Regions from separate parts of the Mus musculus genome. Here regions 1, 3, 4, 5, 6 and 7 are each linked to region 2. Evidence: chromatin contacts called from public HiChIP or PLAC-seq and promoter capture Hi-C data. All regions are on one chromosome and are shown on one strand. The core of a region is the stretch at or near the end of the contact, and the rest is flanking DNA. Distances in the headings are between cores, read along the strand shown.

Region 1 (2,923 bases), core at 120-2,619, 1.9 Mb after region 2:
AACTCTGTGAGTTTTCCAGAGCCACCATTCTGGCTTTGATGATAGGCAGCCTTACCTGACAAATGGCATGTCACTGAGACCTGAAGGGTTTTGTTTCACAGTGAAAGGCTCCGTGACTGCCAGAGATTTCTTACAGTATTTCCTTAGGACCTCTGCTGCCAAGTCTCTTGCTCACGAATAAAGAGTGTTCCCTTGATCTTCAAAATGGATGGTCTGGAAACACTTTGACGTATCTTCTCACAAATAGGAGAGAAAAATGAAGCCATACAATATCTCTTAATTCATAGTGCCTGTACGACACCCTCTTCAGTGTATGTACTGAATGAAGCATAAGGTATGCTTCACAGAAAGATATCTGAAAAAAAAATAGCTTAGGCCAGTGGCTCTTAACCCCCCTGGGGGAATGATCTTCACGCAGGGGTTGTTTAAGACCATCGGAAAACAGATATTTACATTGCCTTCATAACAGTAGTAAAATTACAGCTATGAAGTAGCAACATAATAATTTTATGGTTGGGGGTCACCACGATATGGGGAACTGTATTAAAGGGTCTCAGCATTAGAAAGGTTAGGCTGTTATTGGTCTTAGATAATGGGCACCCCGTAGCTACTTCTCTCCACAGTCATGGCAACACAACCACAGGTAGACCCTATGCTTCTGCCATTATCCTCTGCTGAAGATCACTGTCCTTCGTTCCTGCTACAGAGGAAGCCACAGGGATATGTCTGCTTCAGTTCAGCTGGCCATCTCCAGAGTCCACAGGAGGGTACCTTCAAACCTTAGGGCTTATGGGCTGTAGATAGCAGTCGTTTCTATAATATGGGGGTCTTGTGAGTTTGCAAATCAATTTGCCACTCAGACCCTTGGGACCCCAAAGCTCTGACCTGTGAGAAATCTTAATAAGGCGGGCACTCCTGGCTAGATGCAGTCCTTTGACTGAGGTTTGCCTCTTGACCTGGTGCTGATCCCTGACCGCTGTGGACTCTTGGGCAACATCTACTGTGACTCTAACCGACTGTATCCTCTTTACCCCTCCCCTCTTTTTCCTCCCCGAATTCCACCCTTCCACTTTCTCCCTCTCCTCCTTTCTGCTTCCCTCCTTCTTTTCTCCCTTTCCCATCAATTCCTCTTCTCCTTTCCACCTCTCCACCCTTCTCTCCTCCTCCCTCCCCACTTTCCCTTTCTTCCCTCTCTGTCCACTTCCATGCCGTCGATATCCTCTAACTTCCCTTCTCCATAGTCTGGTCCTCCTTCTATTCCTTCCCCTCTGGGAAGAGGCGGTCCATCCAGCACTCGGTGCTCGGCTAGGCGGCGGATCGACGCGCTCGGCGCTCGCGGCGTGCGGAAGTGCGGCCCTAGTGCTGGCTGCGGCGGCCTGGAACCGGTTGGCTGGGACCTGACACCGCCTGCAAGCTGCAGGTGAGTGTCGCGTCCTGGGTGAGGACGCCCCGGGTCCGGAGTGGAATTCCGCGGTGGCACGGGACCGTCGGGGCTGGGCGACCTGGGGAGGCGCGGTGAGGGACCCGGGGCGCGGGGCTGAGTGTGGGAGCCGCGGGCCGAGCCTTCCCCACCCGCCTCCGCGCAGGCCGCCGGGCTGGACCCGGAGGAGCGGCTGGTGTGCAGGGTCTGCTTGGAATCTGTTTAAGTCCCCCGCGCTAACGTGGACGGGAAGCTTGAATGGTTTCCTTTACTACTCTGGGAGCAGCAAGTGCGGGTTCAGCCACACCTCCATTCGGCCATTTGAATGCCTTACACTAAAAACACTAATGGCAACTGGTTATCTCTCTACTAACTTTGTTTATAAAGCTTAGCTTGTGATGGCCCAGGCTTGGTAACAGATTCCCCCAATGGCAAGGAACTGAAAGTCAAAACAAGAATGATCTAAGTGTGAACAATTTGTGATTCGAAAGGTGACAGAAAGACGCTGATGTGTGCTTGCCTCTTACATGTTCTCTTTTGTTTGACACAGTAGACAGTATTTTTAAGCAGGGGAACCTCTGTTTGTTGGAAACAATTTTTGGAGTTATTAGAAAGTAGTCCTTTTTTTTTCTTTTTCAATTATTTAATTTACTGTACCAGACATTTTGAACTATTACCTTCCAAAAGGTGATACCTTGAAGATTACATTCAAAACATTTGTAAAGGCTGTATTCTAGTATGGGGCTTCTTCAACTTTTGCCACCAAAAATTTATAAAGAATTTCCATGGTTTTATATGTAAGTTTATAAAATAGGTAGACAATCTATGTATTCACTATCTGTAAATCACAAAGCTTTTTATTTTAGGACAATTTTTGTATACATCAAACTTACCATTTATTAAAGATGAAAGCATAGAGTTGGATAACTCGGTTCTTTTCACATACATAGTTAAGTCTTGGTTTAATATTTGTAACTACGGGACACTGAGCATCTTCAGGGCTTTCCAGAGCTGATTGATTATTTTAATTTTCTAATCATCGGTAGGAAGAGCAGTTCTACATACAAATACATAGTACACAGTGGTAGAAGGACAGTTAGAAACATTTTGGAGATTGTTGCAAATTTGTCCTTACTCCCAAGCCGAATCCATTGGTGATCTTTTAGAACTTCAAATCAGCAACGTAAAAACCAGTTTTTCAGATTAAAATTCGGACACAACACGATTTAAAGACCCAATCACTTGGTGATTACATGCTGAAGAATGCCAGTAGGGAAATGTGAATAGTCTTTGTTTTCTGTAATAAAACCATTTTTCTCCTTTAAGAACAGAACATTTTGTTTGTGTGTGTGTATATACGTATATACATATGCATAATATATACATATATACACATACATATATACATATATGAATACACACATATATGTATACACACATATATGTATGTGTGTATATATGTATATATTTGTTTGTATGTATGTATGTATATATGTAGTGTGT
Region 2 (2,888 bases), core at 96-2,595:
AACTAACTTATTTGACTCCACGGGCTCACTGGGGATATTTTGAATTTCATTTCTGATTCTGGTAATACTAGAATAACGTTGAGCTACATGGATGAATATATTTTGTATGTGAAAAGGACTATGTCCATTTATGTTGTTATAGTAAAACATTTGTGGCTTGATAATTATGAATTCTCCATGTTCAAGACTCAGCATCTGAACTAGCCTTCATCTAGACAAGGTCCCAGAAAGTGTAAGGCATCAAGGTATCATAGGGGGGAAAAAAGGAGCGCAGATCTATCTCTTCTGATCTTCTCATCTCTCCTTCTCTTATTAAAGCTTGGAGTCATAGTCCTTAAGAGCTGGGGCGTGCTCGCCACCTAGTGGTCATGAAGATGATATTCTGGAATTCAGTCAGGCGTCCCCACCCTGAGAACCCTGTGTAATCTTAATCACTTCTCAAAGTCCTCACCTCCCAAACACCACACACGAAGTTTCTATCTTCTGATACCTCACAATAGGCATTATATCCAACACGGGAGTGCTCAAGAGACGTGCTGACCCACCTCCCCATCTTCCTTTCTCCTCTTTTAGTTCCCGAGTCTAACAAACACTAATCCATGTGTTGTGACCCTCACCTACAGTAGGATTCTTCCTTTGTCCTCTGAAGAAAGACAAGAAGCACTAAAAGTTCTGTGAATTTACAGTTCCAAACACTTCAAGGAGAATAAAGCTGAGCCCATCAAGTTAACAATGGCCTGGGCTAGTCAATTCTAATTTAAGTTGCATAGTGAGGGGATTTGTCCAAACTTTTAGTCTAATAGTGGGGAATTGTGGGTTGAGGGCTTCTCCAGCCTGGTGTGGTCCCTGAGCTAGCCTTGGCACCTGAAAGGCAGAGAAGACAAGGATCACCTATTGCTTGTAACTGGCAATCTGGGACCTTATCCAAAGGACCCCAAAGATATTTCTCCATCCCTACCTACATACCGCACAGAAAGGATTCCTTTTGATTTTACAGCGTTTCAGTGGAATTCAAGAAGGTATCTTTTGACCTGGAAGAAAGGACATTTATTTATTCTCTTGGCCATTTGCAGCTGAGGAAGAAATAACTTACCAGATCTCTGCTTAAAGAAATAATAATAATAATAATAATAATAATAATAATAATAATAATAATAAAAAGGCCTGCAACTGAGGAAAGTAAAGTCCCCTTGAGAGTGGCCACAATCTTCTGCTTTTATTTTGACAGCCCTCCAAGGTCGGGTTTTAAACACTCAGCCAAGAAAAGGCGCCTCCACCCAGCTTGGGCTTGCCAGGAAGACACGCCCCTTCTGCATGCTATAAAGGCAACAGCTGGCTCTGAGCACTTCATCCTAGCTGTAAGTGGAGCCAGACCTGCTAAGCAAGAGGTAAGATTCTCAGGGGTCATAGCAAGGAGGGAGGAAGCTGGCACCTCTTCCAGGAACCAGCACGTTCCTGGTACCTCACCCTCACCCAAGATGTAACCAGAAAATGCTCTGTGGATCCCCAACTGCACCCTACTCCAGGCCGCGGGCCCGAGGGAGGAAGGTGATCCTAGTTTTTCTTTCCCTCGGCTTTCTTTTTGAACCTTGATCTGGGAGACAGTGCCCTGAGCTTCATACGGTCAATCCTGGCTGCAGGGAGGCTGGGAGGGAAGGAAGCTGGTGAGATCCTAGATCCTCAACAATGAGAACTCCATGTGGCCCGGGTAGCTAAACAGCCAGGGACACACATTTGTGATTAGCCTGTACTTGGACAAACTGGAGCTCTGAGTTTGGGACCCAGCTGGATTAGCAGATGAGCCTCAAGCAGGGCTTGCTTACCCACTGCAGGAATCAGCTTGTTTGCAAAAGGGACACAGAGGAGTGTTCCTCTTCCCTGTCACCCACATCTTACTTATTTGAGTGGCATTCTCAAATTCGCATATTTCACTCCAGCTGAGACTTCAGCCTTGATCTCAGGCATGGAGAACTGAAGTAGTATGCTTGCCCTCTTAGGAAAAACAGGATGAGGTAGGAATTCCAAACTGTAGGGTCCTAGGGGTGGATGTCAGAGCTGAGGTAGGTAGTGTTGCTGGTGTTGTAGCTGGCAGTGCTGATCTCCCCTCTTTTGCAGACTTCACCATGGAGCAGCTGAGTTCAGCCAACACCCTCTTCGCCTTGGAGCTGTTCCAAACCCTGAATGAAAGCAGCCCCACAGGAAACATCTTCTTCTCTCCCTTCAGCATTTCTTCTGCCTTGGCCATGGTCATTCTGGGGGCCAAAGGCAGCACTGCAGCTCAGCTTTCTAAGGTTAGCAAAAGCCAAACTGGCCAGCTCTCCCTGCCATCTCCATGCTTGTTAGATGGTACAGTCAGACTTTCAGAGAGCCACACCCCCAAAACAGTCAGTTCTTCATTCACTACCAACTTTAAGTGAGATTAGGGCAGAGTCTCTGTTCAGTTGGGGACACAAAGTGAAGAAAGACAATGACACTACCTGTGGGTTTGGTTCTCCCATTCACAAGAGTGAATCACAGGCTTTCAGGTAAGCTAGCCCTGCACCTCCCCAGAGCTAGCTGTTTCCTGTTTTCCTTTTGCACTGATAACCACTACTCATAAATCATGCCAGTAATAGGGTCACCTTCAGGCATGACAAATATAAGAACATGCTACAGGAAGAGAGCTTGGTGGTGGTGGTTTTTTTATGGGGACAAAAGGTAAAGACAGCCACCTGTCTATGTTCCCAGGGTTAGCCCTGTGCCTCTCTCCAGCCTGATTTCACTGGCTGTGGCTCTGCAGGAGGAGGGATTGTAAAGTCCCTGTGGCCTGTTGGACAGGTCCTACCTCCTCTCAGTCCACCCCTGGGAGACAGCAGGTCACCTTTGCATCTCTCCCCACAGCTGCCTAG
Region 3 (2,873 bases), core at 154-2,653, 1.0 Mb after region 2:
ACGGCAGGCTGCCCGGGGGGCTGCTCCCGCTCGACAAGCTGCTGCTGCTGCTGTCGGGGCTCTCGATTTTGGGCACTGTGGCGGCGCTGCCGCTGCCTAGGGCGGCAGCCGGGGACAGGGGCTGGGGAGGCGAGGGACACGTACCGTTCTCCGTCTTGATGTCCTGGATGCGCACGGGCGGCGGCTGTGGCCCGGGAGCGGAGCCCTCGGCCTGCTCCGGGGGCGCGGGCGCGGGCTGGCGGCCGGCCTGCGGCGGTGGCGGTTCTTGGAGGTGCAGCCGGCCCTTCTCCTCCTTGTCCTTCACTGCGTCCTTCTTCTTGAAGCGCCGCCGCCGCCGCAGGAAGCTGCCGTTCTCGAACATGTTGTAGGAGTCCGGGTCGAGCGTCCAGTAGCTGCCCTTGCCTGGCTTCTTGTCGTCGCGGGGCACCTTGACGAAGCACTCGTTGAGCGAGAGGTTGTGCCGTATGCTGTTCTGCCAGCCCTGCTTATTGTCCCGATAGAAGGGGAAGCGGTCCATGATGAACTGGTAGATGCCATTCAGAGTGATCTTCTTGTCCGGGGCATTCTGGATGGCCATGGTGATAAGAGCGATGTAGCTGTAGGGCGGCTTCACCATGTCCTTGGGCTGCGGCTGCGGCGTATAAGGCCCGTAGGCGCGCGCCATGCTGCCCGGGTACTGCTCGGCGTGAGCAGGGTGCGAGTACACGCTCATAGGGGCCGGCATGGCGGTGTAGCCGCCCCCGGCCGCCGCCGCGGCAGCGCGATAGTAGCTCTGCTCGCCGCCGAGGTAGGGCACCACTCCCAGGGAGTTGGGGCTGGACACCGAGTAGCGCGCCTGCATGGCCCCGGCTCGCCGCCGCCAGGCGCAGCCCGCCGCCCCCCACCCTCGCTCGGGCCGGGCCGCGCCGCACCGGCCGCCGAGTCCGAGTCCGGGCCGCGCCGAGCTACCGCGGGCCCCTCCGCGCTGCGTCTGTCCCGGCCGCGGCCGCCTCCTTGCGCCCTGGGCCGCTCGGCCTCTCCCTGCGCTCGCCTGGCGCCTCGCAGCCCACTCAGTTCCCGCGCGGGCGGCGAGGGAGGGTCGCTGCACCCGGAGAGGGCCAGACCAGGACGCTGCAAGCCGCCTCGGAGGAACGTTCGGATCAACTTCCAGGCGCAGTCGGGGCAAAAAAAGAGACAAAAGTTAAAAAAAAATTAAAAAAAAAAAAAAACAAAAACAAATAAAAAAAATAAGGCGCCCTGCTCGCCACTGCCTGCGCCTTCCAGGAGACACTGCTCGGGGCTGCTGGCTAAGGCGGCCAAATAACCAGGGGCGGGGGCAGCGCGCCGGCCGCCTTCCCGGGCCCCCGCGTCACCTTTTCTCAGTCTCTTGCGCCGGCCGCTTAAGGAAGCATTGGGAAAACTTCTGAACTTTTGAGCATCCGTCACCCAGGCGAGGACTTTTTTACGCAGTTACATTTTTTTCCGGGCAGGGGAGCCCCGCCCCACTACGGAGGCGGCAGCCAATGGGAGGCGAGAGACGCCTGTGAATGAGCCAGCGGCCGAGCTCTGCCGGCCCGCTCCTGGCGGCTGGAGGACCGCGGGGCTGACCACACGCGCGCCGGCTGCCCGGGCCCGGCGCCCGCGCCCCTGCCCGCAGCCCGCGCTCGGTCCTCCCACCGCACCCACCCACTCACTCCCAGACTCTGCGGTTCTCCCGGTCTGCGGACTTTCGGAGTCCTCACCGGCCCGGAGACCCTTCCTGCGTCCACTGTTCCCAGGCCTCCACGGAGCCCTCGAGTCACACAGGATCTGCCTCAGTCCTTACTCTACCGTGCTGTCTCCAGCGCCGGGAGTTTCTCCGTCCTTTCCAGCCCTCCGCCCATCCCTTGTCCTCTCCTTTCCGAATATCCCTCTCCCTGCTATCACCGGTCACACCAACATCACATTTGCTCTCCACAGGCAGGTTCTCCAGTCCGACTTTAGGTTACCAAGGCTGTTACAGCCGCCGGGGTTCCAGTGAGGAAGAAGATGGTATTTCGGTGCCTCGCCCCACTCCCTGCTAGCAGTAAGCGGAGGGGATAGAAACTTGGAACTTCAAACGTGTGTTAAGCTGATGGAATGTGTAGGCCACATTGAGGAGCACGGGGTTCACAGGCGTTCCAGGGCTTAAAAGAGCTAGAGAGTTCGGGCTAAGAGGACTCCAGAAGTTTCCTCGACAAACCATGCGTTGCCCCTCTGTCCTGACCAGTACATTTTGGCTCGTAGGGGCAGTTAAGTTCAAAAGAGCTCGGTGACATTAGTAGTTGTGGTGAAGCAGAGTCAGGTAAATATCCCCAAGAACTTAAGGCTTCCCCCAGCCACTCTCAGCCTCTACCCATTCCAGGGCAGCTGTCTCACAGAGTCTGAGTTGGAGGAAGTGTTCAGAATTGCACCTACAAGGCGGCTTAAAGATTTTGAAGAGATAAGCCCCGAATGATCCTAGATATTCCGTGATTAAACCTCAAGGCTGCAGCCTCTGGGTGACTAGAACAGGATGGGTAGAGATGGGGGTGGGGGGGCGGTATTGGAGGATCTGAGAGGATAGGCCTCCCTCTGACTGAAAAACAACCCTGTATTTCAGCAACTGGTCCAGAAAAAAAAAATCTGACAGAGTGGGCACCAGGTCGTTTGCTAGAAGATGGGTTTGAGAGAAACACTGTGAAAAAGTGTTTGTGAATATTTTTCACCTCGGTTCCTCCGATTTCTGGTAATCTTTAACGCTAGGACTTGCTGGGAGTCAAAAGGTTTACCGACTTGAACCTTCTTTCCCTCACTAACACACACACACCATCACCACCACCTCTCCCTTAGTAGATAAAGATGCTTATTTATGCAGTAGGCACAGCTCTGTTTTG
Region 4 (2,901 bases), core at 231-2,730, 1.1 Mb before region 2:
GTGGGAACTGACCTGGAGAGTTCAAGAAACAGCAAGAAAGGTTATTTAGCTGGGCTCTGGTTTGAAGTGAGTGGCTGGTGATGCAGCCAGGGACCTGAGTGGGGGGATGATAAATAGGTCAGAGTAAAGATTTTATGCCAAGAATAACAGAAGATCTTAGGCAGATAGCTCTAAGGTTAATACACATTTTCAAAGGTTCCCAGGACTACTGTAGATGAGCAAAACACATCCCGAGATTTCCCTCAAGTAGGCACACAGCTGCCTTAGTCCGGACTTTGCAGTGCTGCTAGGCACACTCTACACTCTACCCCTAGCCTCACCGCCTCATCTGTGCTACTCAGCTCAGTTTACAAATTTGTATTACAATTGGGTGTGGCTGGCTGGGTGCATGGGGTTGAAATTTCCTCTTACTTAACTCTCGGAAGAGTAAGAAATTCGAACATAGATACAATCTCCTGATACAGGCTTTTCACTCTCAGTTACTCGCCTTAGGTGGAAACTGTAAGTTAACCAAGGTTTTGTTGTTTGTTTTTTCTTGTTTTGTTTTTGCTGTTGTGTTGTTTGTGGGGGAGGTGTGGTTGTTAACCTACAAGCCACATGAAAAGAACTTCACGATATTTAGAGATAAGCATAATTATGTCTCAACATCCAGCAGTTATTTTGATAGTTTTACTGTATCATTTTCTACACAGGCAGGCTCTATGGTGGTCATTCTAACAGCTGACATGTTATCCTGTAGTGACAGCATTGCCTGCCTGCTTTCTGTGTTCACTTAGTTTATCTTTTTCTAGAGTGCTCTTGCTCAATCGCGCTCCTCTCCCCCACCCTCCATGCTCCCTTAGAGGCTTCTGCGAGTCACAAAGTTTCAGTCTTCTGTCTCTTCCTTACTTATATTTCCAGAAATTACAGGTTACTGAAACCGATAGTTTCACATTAAGGTTACAGAAGCTGATACTTCCTTTGAGCCAGTGTTCTTTAAGGCAGAGTAAACCGCAGTTGCCAGGCTAAGGGAAGACACCCTGCACAAACTTCGCTCTGGCTCACTTCGATTTTTACCCTTTGCTAAAAAAATATGCAGAGACTCACAACTGCTCACTATACAAGAGTGGGCTGGCGAAACGCAACCATTCACGTTAAGCAGGACCTGGACCCAGTGTGGACGCGCCTGCAAATACTTAAAGGCTTGAGGAGCGAGGCACCCTGGGAACACCGGTCTACAGTTTAATATGCAAGCTGAAAACCGGAAGGGACCTCTTTAGTCCTGCATTTCCCCCAGTCCCCAAAGTTGCTTGCAGAAAGGACGCGCATGCCCCAGGGAAGCAGTGAACAGACTCTTACCTCTGCCTCCTGGAGGGAACACACGCACAATGTGACACAGCCAGTGTCTAGGGCCAGAATGCCTAGAGCTTGCCTGCACGCTTTGCCGCTGCGCCCAGGGCCGTTTTCCCCACCCGGCCCCGCCCTCACACTGACCTCTAGCGGCTTCTTGGCAACAACCCGCCCCACAACTCCCAATCAGTGGACTTCAATCTTCCCTCCCCTACTGTCTCCTTGACCTGTTCCTGCCCCACGCTGGGCTCCAGTAGTTGTGGGCAAAACCAGTTTCTCTCCTTGCTTCCGGCATCTGGCAGAAAGCCTGTGCTGGGAGATGGGAAGTGGTGCCTTCCTGCTTTGTACCTCATCCTCTACAAGCACTAATATATCCAGGCAAATCAGCACAAAAACACTGTACTACTAGGCAATCAAAAAAAAAAAAAAAAAAAAAAAAAAAAGAAATGAGTTGTGAATACATCCTGCTCCAGTCTTCAGGGAATTTCCCAGAGTAAGAGCGTCCAATCACCAAAGAATATGTATTTAATGATTCTGTTTCTTGAAAGAGTAAATTACAGGAATAGGGAATCAGAGTAGTGGTTGCAAAGATTTAGGAGTTAAAGAACAATCTTTGTGTTGAAGGATGCATTCTTTGCCTATCCTATCAGTGTCCACGTCACGGTAAGCCACTCTTGCCAGATGTCGTCAATGGAGAAAACAGTGAAACTGATATATAGGTAAAAATACAATAGTTAATTAAAAAATGTTGCGGGGCCTAGCAAACACAGAAGTGGATGCTCACAGTCAGCTAATGGATGGATCACAGGGCTCCCAATGGAGGAGCTAGAGAAAGTACCCAAGGAGCTAAAGGGATCTGCAAACCTATAGGTGGAACAACAATATGAACTAACCAGTACCCCGGAGCTCTTGACTCTAGCTGCATATGTATCAAAAGACGGCCTAGTCGGCCATCACTGGAAAGAGAGGCCCATTGGACACACAAACTTTATATGCCCCAGTACAGGGGAATGCCAGGGCCAAAAAGGGGGGGTGGGTGGGTAGGGGATTGGGGGGCTGGATATGGGGGACCTTTGGGATAGCATTGAAAATGTAAACGAGGAAAATACCTAATAAAAAAAATTTTTAAAAAAATGTTGCAAGACCAAGTAGTTGCAGAAGCTGGGCAAAGGAGCTGGTAGAACTTTAGGTGAAAAATTGTGTGTGTGTGTGTGTGTTGTTGGTTTTCTGGCTTTCTATCCACAGTGACATCTTACCAATTCAAGGAATGGTGGTATGGCTGATCTCTCTGCTACCATTTTCCTTATATTAAGAAGTGGATTACTGCATTCCCCGGCAGGGTCAGGGCTGCCAGTGAGCCTTGGCCTGGAGATGGTCTACATTTTCTAATAGAGATGCAGGTGTAAGTGCCTCAGCCCCTGTGGGATCATGCATGACTGGAGTACAGCAGCATCTGTGAACAAGAACTCACAGACACACTCTACGTAAGCTGCTCTTCGCCCGCCCGGGACCGGGACTGGAAGCTGAGTGGTACTCTCTGGTGTACATAATGGTGTAGGCTGAATGGAAGTT
Region 5 (2,944 bases), core at 183-2,682, 1.3 Mb before region 2:
TTGGGCCTCACTCCTTAGAGAATAAAAGGGGTCACATCACCTCCTAAACCACTAGCCCCGCGTAGGGAAGCAGTGACCTTCAACCTGGGATAGCAGGGAACATACTCTGACACCCTTCTTCTTCTCTCCCTCAGAGCACACAGGTTTATTTCACATACGCTCACAAAGGGATCAGTTTCTTCCTCGAATACCTAGAAAATGCGGGTTTGAAGGGAGAGCTGATGCATCGCGTCTGCGCACGCGCTGATGTGAGTGCGCCTGAGTCTGCGGTGGTCTCTGGCTAGCTCACCGCGCTGCAGTTTTTAGGCGTGTCCCCCTCCTCTCCATCCGCAGCACCAAGGCTGGGACCTCTTAGTCACTGCAAATGAAGGTAAGAATGCTCTAGGCGTCGAAGGTTCTCAGAACCTTCTTTTCTAACAACGGATGAACTAAATACTGGAAGGACAGCGCCTGACTGGCTTTTAAACACTCAGTTGTGGAATACATCCCACGCTTTTGTGAACTCCTTTGTTTCCCTGACAGACCCGCCCCCAGGACTCCACCCTCACTCTGCCGGCAACACAGTTCACACACTGCGGCCTGCCACACCCACCCCATCACTCAGGAGGAACAAAAGCCAATCACAGGGTGAAAGGAGTCTTTGGTATCAGGCAGCGAGCACAGTATTCTTGGAGTGTGCGAGGCAGGGCTAGGCTCAGAGGTCCTTCTACCACTAAATGCTGCTACTATAGCAGAGGAACAAGCATAGTCAATAAAGACAAAGGCAAGTCTAAGATGCTCCAAAGTGTCCAAAGTTATGATCTTTTGGATTTTTCTTTTTTCCAATTACACTCGCTTTCGTAGGATCACTAGTCTTTTCCTAAAGTTGTATGTAATGGGCGTGTGCGCCTGGACAGACATTGACCTCCAGGGATGAAGAATGAGGCACTACTCTCGCCAAGTGCTTTGGCTTGGCGAAGCCTGCTCAGAGTAAGAAGAGGAATTGCTCAAGTAACGCAAATGACCCTAAAGCTCCCTACCAGTGCTCACTCGCAACACCGGACTGCACCTGCTGCACCCACCCATTAGCAGCCCCTTCTCCATCCCCAGCCTATGGTACTAAATCACCCCGCCCCGCCACACTACCGCAGTCTTCACGCTCCCAGTTCCCAGTTCCCCACACTCAGCTTGCCCTTCTCAAGTCCGAGACAATGCTCAGGCCCCAGCTTCTCCCAAGAAGCCCCACTCCTCGCAAGGTCTTCACGCCCGCGCTGATTGGCCACAAGCCCATAGTCCAGCCCCCAAGACCGTCCCTGGGGCTCAGAGCATTACGTCAACCCGGCCTGGAGAGCGCTAGCGAGAACGGGACTGGGGGCTTTGGCTGGGGGGCGCGGTCTTTTTGGTTCGCCCCACCCTCCCTACATAAAAGACCGAACCCACCCGGCCCTCGCCCTCAGCCCGTAGCCCGTCGGTTCCGGAGTAAGTTCCAGGTGGCCCAGCAGTGGGTGTGGAAGGGGAGGATCATCAGACCCACTGACACAGACCCAAGACAGCAAGAAGCTAACCAGGCACCATGCGAGAGATCGTGCACATTCAGGCGGGCCAGTGCGGCAACCAGATCGGTGCCAAGGTGGGTTCACTGCTTAGGGGGTGAGGGAGGGACCCTAACGGAGCTCCCCTCGGGATAGGTGGGGTCCAAAATGAGGCGCGGCTCTAGGTAAATACCAGGACTCACCAACGGCGGACCTGACTTGCGGTTTTGTGCAGTCGGATGGGCGTGGTCTCAGAGGAGACTTTAAAGCAAAGGGGTCTCATTCATTTTTCCTGGAACTATTCGGAATTTGAGCTGCCCCATTTTCTTTCCTCCCTAATAGCCACGAGTGCCTAAAGAAGACGTGGGTGTGTCTGCTAGGCTGTGCATGCCGGTCTTAGGGAGGGGCCGCGACACAGGAGAATTGATTTTACTCGCTTGATCACCAGGCGAGCTGCGGGGGAGGGGAGGAAGAACGATTGCCAGACGGTCACTGAACGTGCTTTGAATTTAAAACATCACCCTACAGCTTCCTCGCTTCACTCTCCCCGCCGGCCCCCTTTTCTCCTTGCCTATAGTCCCAGCGCGTTTGTCTCCAGCTGCCAGTGGTGGCTGTGACTTGCCAACCCAGCTTGGGCTGTTTTTTCACACACACACACACACACACACACACACACACACACACACACACACACACACACACACCCTACCTCCTGCTGAGAGCAGCTGTTCTCATGGGAAACCGCCCAGTTTCAACTTTCTGATCCTCTACAATGCAAGCCCTAAGGCTGTGCCTGGGTCATGCCACTCATTAAAGCTTCGGCAACGTCCTGTTGTCAAAACTGTGGGTGATGGGGGGGCTGCTCATTGAGATTGGGGGTAGGGTTGTGCATAGCTAAATACAGTCTTTTTATGTCACAGTTTTGGGAGGTCATCAGTGATGAGCATGGTATAGACCCCACTGGAAGTTACCATGGAGACAGTGATTTGCAACTGGAAAGAATCAATGTATACTACAATGAAGCAACTGGTAATTACTTTTAACACCCCATCTTCAATTCTGGCATCCCTAAGCTCTGCTCTTATTTGAACCCAGGAGAAGGTGGCTTATTTTAGGATGACCATTTTTGGGGTGGGGTAGCCTCTTCTGTGCCAACCAAACCCTTTGAAAGCTTGGTCATAATAGACCTTTCTTTGTTTGGGGGTACCACCAAACAGGAAGGAGGTGGGACCGAGCCCTACTCTATAGAAGATACTGCCTGGAGGGCTAAGCCAGCTCTTGTTCTTCTGCAGGTAATAAATATGTGCCTAGGGCCATCCTGGTGGACCTGGAGCCAGGCACAATGGACTCAGTCAGGTCTGGACCATTTGGGCAGATCTTCAGGCCGGACAACTTCGTGTTCGGTGAGTATGTGGCATAGCTGAAGACAGAAG
Region 6 (3,201 bases), core at 585-3,084, 1.2 Mb before region 2:
GTTAATTATTTATTTTTATTTTGTTTCACAATCATTGTTCCAAATACAAACACTGCAAGGTCAGGAATCTAGAGAGGTTGAGTAACTTGTCTACAGTCACACAGCTAAGAAGGGTCAATAATACAGTTATTTAGACTATGTGATCTCAAAAGCCCATGATTCTCTTTAATCTCCTGGCAAAAGTGGCATTCAGTCTCATTGCCAAGTCGGGGGGTGGAGGCAGCGATGAGGCGAAGGAATGGACCTGATTCTCTGGCCGGACCTCCTTAGGTTAACTCAGAAAATACTGTTTTCAGACTGTCAGATTTAGTAAATTATTAACATCAGAACGGACATACAACTCCCCACAGAAAAAATGACTTTTCAACAGATCACAGAGATCATGAAGTAAGGAAAGGGTCAAAGTTCCAAGTATCAGATTTACAAGAAACTCTGTGGTGCATAACTCAGCTACCTGCGGGCTGGACACTGGCTGTGAAGAGGTTTTCATGGGACTGTTGCGGCTGAGGCTGCAGCCTGGCTTCAGGATTAACCACCTGGAGCTGTTTCTCAGGTTACAGGCCGTTTGTATTTCTAAAACAATGCAGGGTGAGACTAAGGGAAACCTTAGCAGAGATCTTTTAGGAAGAGTGGTCTCCAGTGCAGCTAAGTGAATGAGACTCTCAACAGCCATTAAGTTGCCGATGAGCATGACATTAACACAACCTTAGTAGCCTCGTTCAAGCCCTTTTTGCAATCAGGAAACGGGATAACATGCCTCTTCACTAGCAATTTATACAACCAGAGTCACTGATATGTTTTCCAACGTGTATATTTAAAAAGTTGTTAAAGTCATATGAGAGAAGAAATCTGAATTGGATATAGACTAAGAGAGCTACACAATCATGCTACTAATGTTTAAAAACAAACAAACAAACAAACAAAAAAATGGGTCGCTTTTCCGTTCTTTCTACTTCCAGATTATATGCTCAAACGATTGGTTTCCACATCAGGTCTAATAAAGTTCCAAATGCTCGTTACTACTGTCAATGGCCCACCGATAGTAAACTGCACACGACCACTGCCTATGTCTGCATGTGTATAACATGGAGGGATGCGCACAACTTCAGCCTGCTCTATCCACATCTTCTGCTTACATTCTCTTGAGACCGTGCACCCATTTTCAAGACAGCAGGTCTCCATGAATGTTATTATTTTAGCAAAGGGCTGGAGTGTAGTGTAGAGGGAAATAGAAGTGAAGATTCGGTGTCCTGGCCATCACCACACACACACACACACACACACACACACTCGACTCTCTGGCAGGGGAACCTGGGACTTTGAATTTACACAGGTTCCCAAGCAGATTGTCTTGCACACTTAAGTTTAAAATTAGCAAGCAAAAGGACTCAGGAAACTTGGGCCCTGCCTGCCACTGAAGCAGGTTAGGCAGATTTCTGATTTGGCAGGAATAATTACTGTTCCCAGCAAATGGCTAAGAGGCCAGCAAGCCCCCCACCCCTTCCTTCCTCCCCAGTTCCTTCCCTGTGCACTGAGGAGGCTGGACCACCACCCAGCACGTAGAACCTAACCCCAGGCATCAAAGTGCTCGCACACCAGTTCTGCGGGATCTGGACGTGGGGTTTGAGCAAGGAAGGGCCGACAACGCCAGGCGTCCGTATCCCTCCCCGGCCAGTGGCCCTCGCTGCCCCGAGCACGCCATTACCCGAAGGTGGCTACGGGTTCGGCCTGGGGTACGCAGATCCGGGATTTCAGGGGCGAGAGGAGCAGCCGCAACCGCTGGGCCGCCGGGCGAACTGTTGCGGTCGCCATAGCTCCAGGTCGCACAAGCTCCATGGAACGCGCATGCGCCCGGCTGGATGCCACCCTTCAAGTGCTAAGCTCGAAGTCCCGCCCCTGGCCCGCTGTGCCTTGCTGGAGCTCGCTCTGCTCCTTGTCAGGCCTGCCCAGAAACAAAAACAGAGCGTGTCCTTCTAGTCCTAGCTCTCTCAGGGTGGACAGTTCAGTAGGCACTGCTCCTTGCTTGCAACTGCCAAGGAGTCCAAGGATATGGGTCGGCGGGGCCACCTGCTGTGCTGCCTTCACCTAAAGGGTATCTAAGCAGAGCCTCTGAGAGACAAGTGCACAGCAGACCATCCTGCCTCTGTTAAGGAAGGAAAGCTCAAGCTGGCCTAGAACTCTAGCTGATGTTGATCTTGAGCTCCTGATCCTCCTGACTCATGCTGGGACATCTGGCCTGCATCACTACACCTGACTATGTCCCACTTCCCACATTATCTAGCCCTGGTCCCTTGATGCTAAGCATAATGGTAGCAAGCCTTTAGGTTACTTAGAGCAACATTTATTATGCACGTCTTAAGAACTCATCATTTGTACATCTTGCTGTGTTAGCTTTATGCACCACTGTGACAAACATTTGAGAACAATGTAAAAGGGGGAAAGGTTCATGGTTTCAGAGCTCTAAGCTCAAGGTCATCCGGACCCATTTCTTTGGGCCCGAGGAAAGGCAGTGCATGGTGGGAGCGGAGGCACTTAAGTGTTAAGAGCACTTAACAGGCTGAGAGGGAGAAGAGAAAGAACTGGAAGAAACTGTTCAAAGGAAAAATTGTTCAAAGACATGCATGCTCCCAGTGACCTGCTTCTTGTAGTCAGGCCCCACCTCCTATATCTTCCAATAATACCAACAAACTATGAATCCATTAATAGATAACTCCATTGATTAAGTCAGAGTCCTCACGATCCAATTACCCAGCAATGACTAGTCCCAGTAATGGGGGGGGAGGGAGCTTTCAATACTTCATACCAAAAACTAGTCATTTTTGTGCCAGGTGCCTTAAAGTGTGTCACTATATTTTTAATTAGTATATGCTCCTTCTCCATCCATACTTCTTACCCCAGATTATAGACGAGGAAACAGTGGGAAGAGAAGTTAGAAAGGCTTGGCTCACAGAGCTGTGGAGGGGTATTCAGGTCGGCTTAGCTTCCTAATGCTATATGAAAACATCATACCTCTTACTACAATTACACTAGCTCTTAACTCTTTATAATCACTTATTTGTAAATGTCATTGAGTCTGTCCTCCATTTTAACCCCACCCCATTTTTTGAAGCGATAAAACCATGAAGGGAACCTTGATTTCTTCCCCTCTTCCCCTACCTCACCTTCTAAGGCCCTTTTTAAAAATATTGTCAGCAGTTATAA
Region 7 (2,848 bases), core at 255-2,754, 1.3 Mb before region 2:
CAAGCCCGCTAGTAGGACTAGAGCTGCCATACTCTCCACCTGCATAGATAGATGTGGCCATGTTTTAGTAGAACCTGATTACGAAGTAAGACCTTACTGCCTGACTGGCTACAACTTAAAGGACGCCCTGAAGAGGTCTCAACAACTCACCAAGTGACTTAATGAGCAGCCTGAGAGGTACTAGACACTAACCTCACCTTATATCACTAAAACTTCAGAGGCCAGTACTACTGGAATAACTGGGCAGGGAAGAACACTAAGAAGCAACAGGCCCTGTGGGGATCACTAGAAACTCAGTATCATACTCTGAATTCATCTCAAAGGGTCTTTAGCAGAGGAATGGCAATCCCTGATCTATCTTATTGTTTTATCTTTTTGCTTATATGTAGTGTGTATGGTATGCATGCATACGTGCATGCATGTTCCTAAATTTGGGTGCATATATATGCATGTGCCCCCCACACAAAGTGAGCTCATCCGAGGGTAAGGTAAGTCCTTCATCCAATATGAGTGGTGTGTTCAAGGAAGAGATGAGGACAGGCAGTTTAACTCAGTGGTGGAGCATTTGCATAGCACATGCAAAGCTTTGGATTCAACCCCCTATCCTGGAGATGGAGAGGCTCTGGGCACGTGACCTGTGAGAGAAAGAAAGGCCAAAGACAGCCAGAGAGCACTCAGAATAGGTAGAGTTGCCCATACAGAGATGAAAGGTCACAGAAGGGGAAGGTTTGAGTTTGTTGGTCAAGTACCTATCAGACACTCAAATCTAAGCTCCAAGTTCAATACAAAAGTTGTCTAAACCCAATGTAAAATGTAAAACGTAGCACGCGCACATGTCAGGAAGCTGGTGCAAGGAGAGCCGATGTTCTGGTGAGCTCAGAGCTCAGGGGCTGGGATGAGTTCCCTTTAAGGTGGTCCACGTGTGGGTTGACTCCGGGGTTCCCGCAAGTCAAGAAGCAGCCCTAGGAGACTCCAGCCTGAGGTGTTCAGAATAGGACCCCAGGGCACACTGAAGCTCCTCAAGAATGTCTCTCAGGGCCGCATGCGACCAGCCTCACTCCCACTGGTCTCTCTCCTCCCAAACCCTTCTTAGCGGTCCCCACCCTCTACCCCAGATCCTTCACCTTGAGGTCCACCGGTCCCCCCAACCCCACCCCCAACTACGGCTAGGCCCCGCCCCCAGATCGCCATCAAGTTCCTGGCCCCGCCCACACTCACGTAGCGGCTGCACATGGCCACTGCGAGGTTGCGTAGATGCGGCGTTGCTCCCACCCACAGGAAGAGCGAATCCGTCAGCCGCATGACATGAAAGTGGACCAGCTGCTCCCACAGCCTTGCACTGAAGTTGTGAAGCGACACGTCCGCGTCCGCAGCGGCCCGAGACTCCTCCATCCCGCCAGCCACCGGGCCACAGCACCGAGACCGGGCAGGCGCGGGCTCCCAGACCAGAGAGAGCGAGCTCCGAAAAGCGGAACGCTCTTTCACTTTCAGATGCGCGCGCCGAGGTGGGGTGGGGCGAGCATGAGTGGGCGGGGCCTAGAACAGGGCCTCCGCCTGCTCTAGCCTGGTACCTTCAGCCTCGCCTAGGAGTCTGCCAGCGATCTCTAGGAACCCACTGAACTACCTCTGTCCTTTTTCCTTCTTCCCAGGAGCGCATGTTAGTGGACTGAAACCACTCTCAGCATCTTCCTTTGCCCAGACACGGACACAATTTGAGCGCTTTAGCAGCCACCACCTCCCAGGCCCACCTCTGCAAGTCTCTAACCTAGCTAACATAATTTAACAGCAATGATCCTGGGAGAAAGCTGTAAAAAAGAACTGCATAGACCATGGCGGGAGGACAGGGTCTTCAGAGACAGGCAGGCACACCCTGAGCTGCTATCATGTAAAGCTCGGGTCTTGATCTAACCCTTTAACTTCTCTGTCTCTCTTTCCTCGAGTACAAAATGGAAATATGAGTAGGGAGCCTTTAAGATTTGAGAAAGAATGTGAGAGAGGGAAGCCCTGTGGAGGGTGGTGATATATCTGCCCTGGGACCCTTTAATTTTAATTACTGGGACACTAAAGTGTTTGGAATGAGTCCCTTGGTGGGTTGAGAGGCGTAAAAACTTGCCCGGTTTGTCAAGCTTTTTACAGTAGACTTGGAGACTCTAGGAACTGCAAAGAGTCTGCTTAAATTTCCTGTAACTCTTAGTGGATCAAATTGAGATTTAAAATGTGATGTGATTTGAGTATGGTTTGGGACCCTCCGAGGATCCACTGTGAGATGTCTTAGTCCCCAAGGGAGATAGATTATGGAATATCATGGGAGATCAGGGGATAGGCCCTGTCTGGAAGACCCAAGTCACTGAGGAAAAGGAAATATTCCTGTGATAGAGCTCCTGAGGTATTACTATAAAAGCAACAAGCCCAGCCTTTGTGGTTAATATTGTTGGGGGTTGGGGGGAGGGGGTTACTACACCCCCTTGTTACCTTTAAATATCTATTGGGGGTTTCTACCCCACTTCAGACCATATCATTACCAGATAAAAGATACAGAAACATTTAGATTTATAATAAGCTTAAAAGCACTAGAGCTAGGCAGATATCAGCCCTCTATGCTATATTACCTATTTTCTTATGGTGATCCCAGAGATGTCACTGGCCATGTTCAGCCTGGGCCATTCCTACTCCATCAGGCTGGTCCTCTTGACCATGTGCCCATGATCTACCAACACCATGGTGACCTCCTTCCTTCTTCCTCTCTCTTCCACCTCATCCTTATCTCAGACCCCAAGCCCAGAATCCATTTTTCCACCCACTCTGTTCTGCCTAGCCTTGTCTGTAGGCATCTTTATTGGCCAATCAG

The links. Promoter capture Hi-C pulls out the DNA fragments that hold promoters and counts their contacts. HiChIP or PLAC-seq counts read pairs in DNA pulled down with a chosen protein or histone mark.
Region 1: a contact with region 2 is called in a promoter capture Hi-C map of pre-B cells, with 5 times the contacts expected there. The contact joins the promoter of Exoc2 here to the promoter of Serpinb1a in region 2. A contact is called at or near these places in 2 of 39 promoter capture datasets (liver and pre-B cells).
Region 3: a contact with region 2 is called in a promoter capture Hi-C map of pre-B cells, with 3 times the contacts expected there. The contact joins the promoter of Foxc1 here to the promoter of Serpinb1a in region 2. A contact is called at or near these places in 11 of 39 promoter capture datasets (the 3T3-L1 cell line, the C10 cell line, cranial neural crest and 6 more), 1 of 484 Hi-C or Micro-C datasets (myocytes) and 2 of 115 datasets of contacts at active chromatin or transcription factors (astrocytes and bone marrow-derived macrophages).
Region 4: an H3K27ac HiChIP or PLAC-seq map of large pre-B cells shows a contact between it and region 2, with 10 times the contacts expected there. The contact joins the promoter of Nqo2 here to the promoter of Serpinb1a in region 2. A contact is called at or near these places in 11 of 39 promoter capture datasets (the 3T3-L1 cell line, the SN4741 cell line, cranial neural crest and 6 more), 2 of 15 datasets of contacts at CTCF or cohesin (large pre-B cells and pro-B cells) and 2 of 115 datasets of contacts at active chromatin or transcription factors (embryonic fibroblasts and large pre-B cells).
Region 5: an H3K4me3 HiChIP or PLAC-seq map of pro-B cells shows a contact between it and region 2, with 5 times the contacts expected there. The contact joins the promoter of Tubb2b here to the promoter of Serpinb1a in region 2. A contact is called at or near these places in 3 of 39 promoter capture datasets (the 3T3-L1 cell line, the SN4741 cell line and hippocampal neurons), 1 of 15 datasets of contacts at CTCF or cohesin (large pre-B cells) and 2 of 115 datasets of contacts at active chromatin or transcription factors (large pre-B cells and pro-B cells).
Region 6: a contact with region 2 is called in a promoter capture Hi-C map of pre-B cells, with 4 times the contacts expected there. The contact joins the promoter of Bphl here to the promoter of Serpinb1a in region 2. A contact is called at or near these places in 9 of 39 promoter capture datasets (the 3T3-L1 cell line, cranial neural crest, embryonic stem cells and 5 more), 2 of 115 datasets of contacts at active chromatin or transcription factors (forebrain and large pre-B cells) and 1 of 9 other capture datasets (macrophages).
Region 7: a promoter capture Hi-C map of pre-B cells shows a contact between it and region 2, with 6 times the contacts expected there. The contact joins the promoter of Psmg4 here to the promoter of Serpinb1a in region 2. A contact is called at or near these places in 6 of 39 promoter capture datasets (the 3T3-L1 cell line, 3T3-L1-derived adipocytes, hippocampal neurons and 2 more) and 2 of 115 datasets of contacts at active chromatin or transcription factors (large pre-B cells and stem cell-derived neural progenitor cells).

What each region holds. Positions count from the first base shown.
Region 1 is chr13:30,972,493-30,975,415 of GRCm38.p6, reverse strand. Exoc2 (exocyst complex component 2) reads left to right here and starts at 1,369. Exons shown (of 28, transcript NM_025588.2): 1 at 1,369-1,420.
Region 2 is chr13:32,849,642-32,852,529 of GRCm38.p6, reverse strand. Serpinb1a (serine (or cysteine) peptidase inhibitor, clade B, member 1a) reads left to right here and starts at 1,345. Exons shown (of 7, transcript NM_025429.2): 1 at 1,345-1,388; 2 at 2,116-2,291. The coding sequence starts at 2,124.
Region 3 is chr13:31,805,176-31,808,048 of GRCm38.p6, reverse strand. Foxc1 (forkhead box C1) reads right to left here and starts at 1,403. Exons shown (of 1, transcript NM_008592.2): 1 at 1-1,403. The coding sequence starts at 841.
Region 4 is chr13:33,963,238-33,966,138 of GRCm38.p6, reverse strand. Nqo2 (N-ribosyldihydronicotinamide quinone reductase 2) reads right to left here and starts at 1,480. Exons shown (of 7, transcript NM_001163241.1): 1 at 1,339-1,480. It also overlaps a transcript of Serpinb6a not described here.
Region 5 is chr13:34,128,842-34,131,785 of GRCm38.p6, reverse strand. Tubb2b (tubulin, beta 2B class IIB) reads left to right here and starts at 1,432. Exons shown (of 4, transcript NM_023716.2): 1 at 1,432-1,609; 2 at 2,432-2,540; 3 at 2,804-2,914. The coding sequence starts at 1,553. It overlaps Gm36500 (a long non-coding RNA gene), which reads right to left and starts at 1,308. Exons shown (of 3, transcript XR_873221.3): 1 at 1-1,308.
Region 6 is chr13:34,036,274-34,039,474 of GRCm38.p6, reverse strand. Bphl (biphenyl hydrolase-like (serine hydrolase, breast epithelial mucin-associated antigen)) reads right to left here and starts at 1,834. Exons shown (of 7, transcript NM_026512.1): 1 at 1,706-1,834. The coding sequence starts at 1,812.
Region 7 is chr13:34,161,620-34,164,467 of GRCm38.p6, reverse strand. Psmg4 (proteasome (prosome, macropain) assembly chaperone 4) reads right to left here and starts at 1,504. Exons shown (of 3, transcript NM_001101430.2): 1 at 1,219-1,504. The coding sequence starts at 1,392.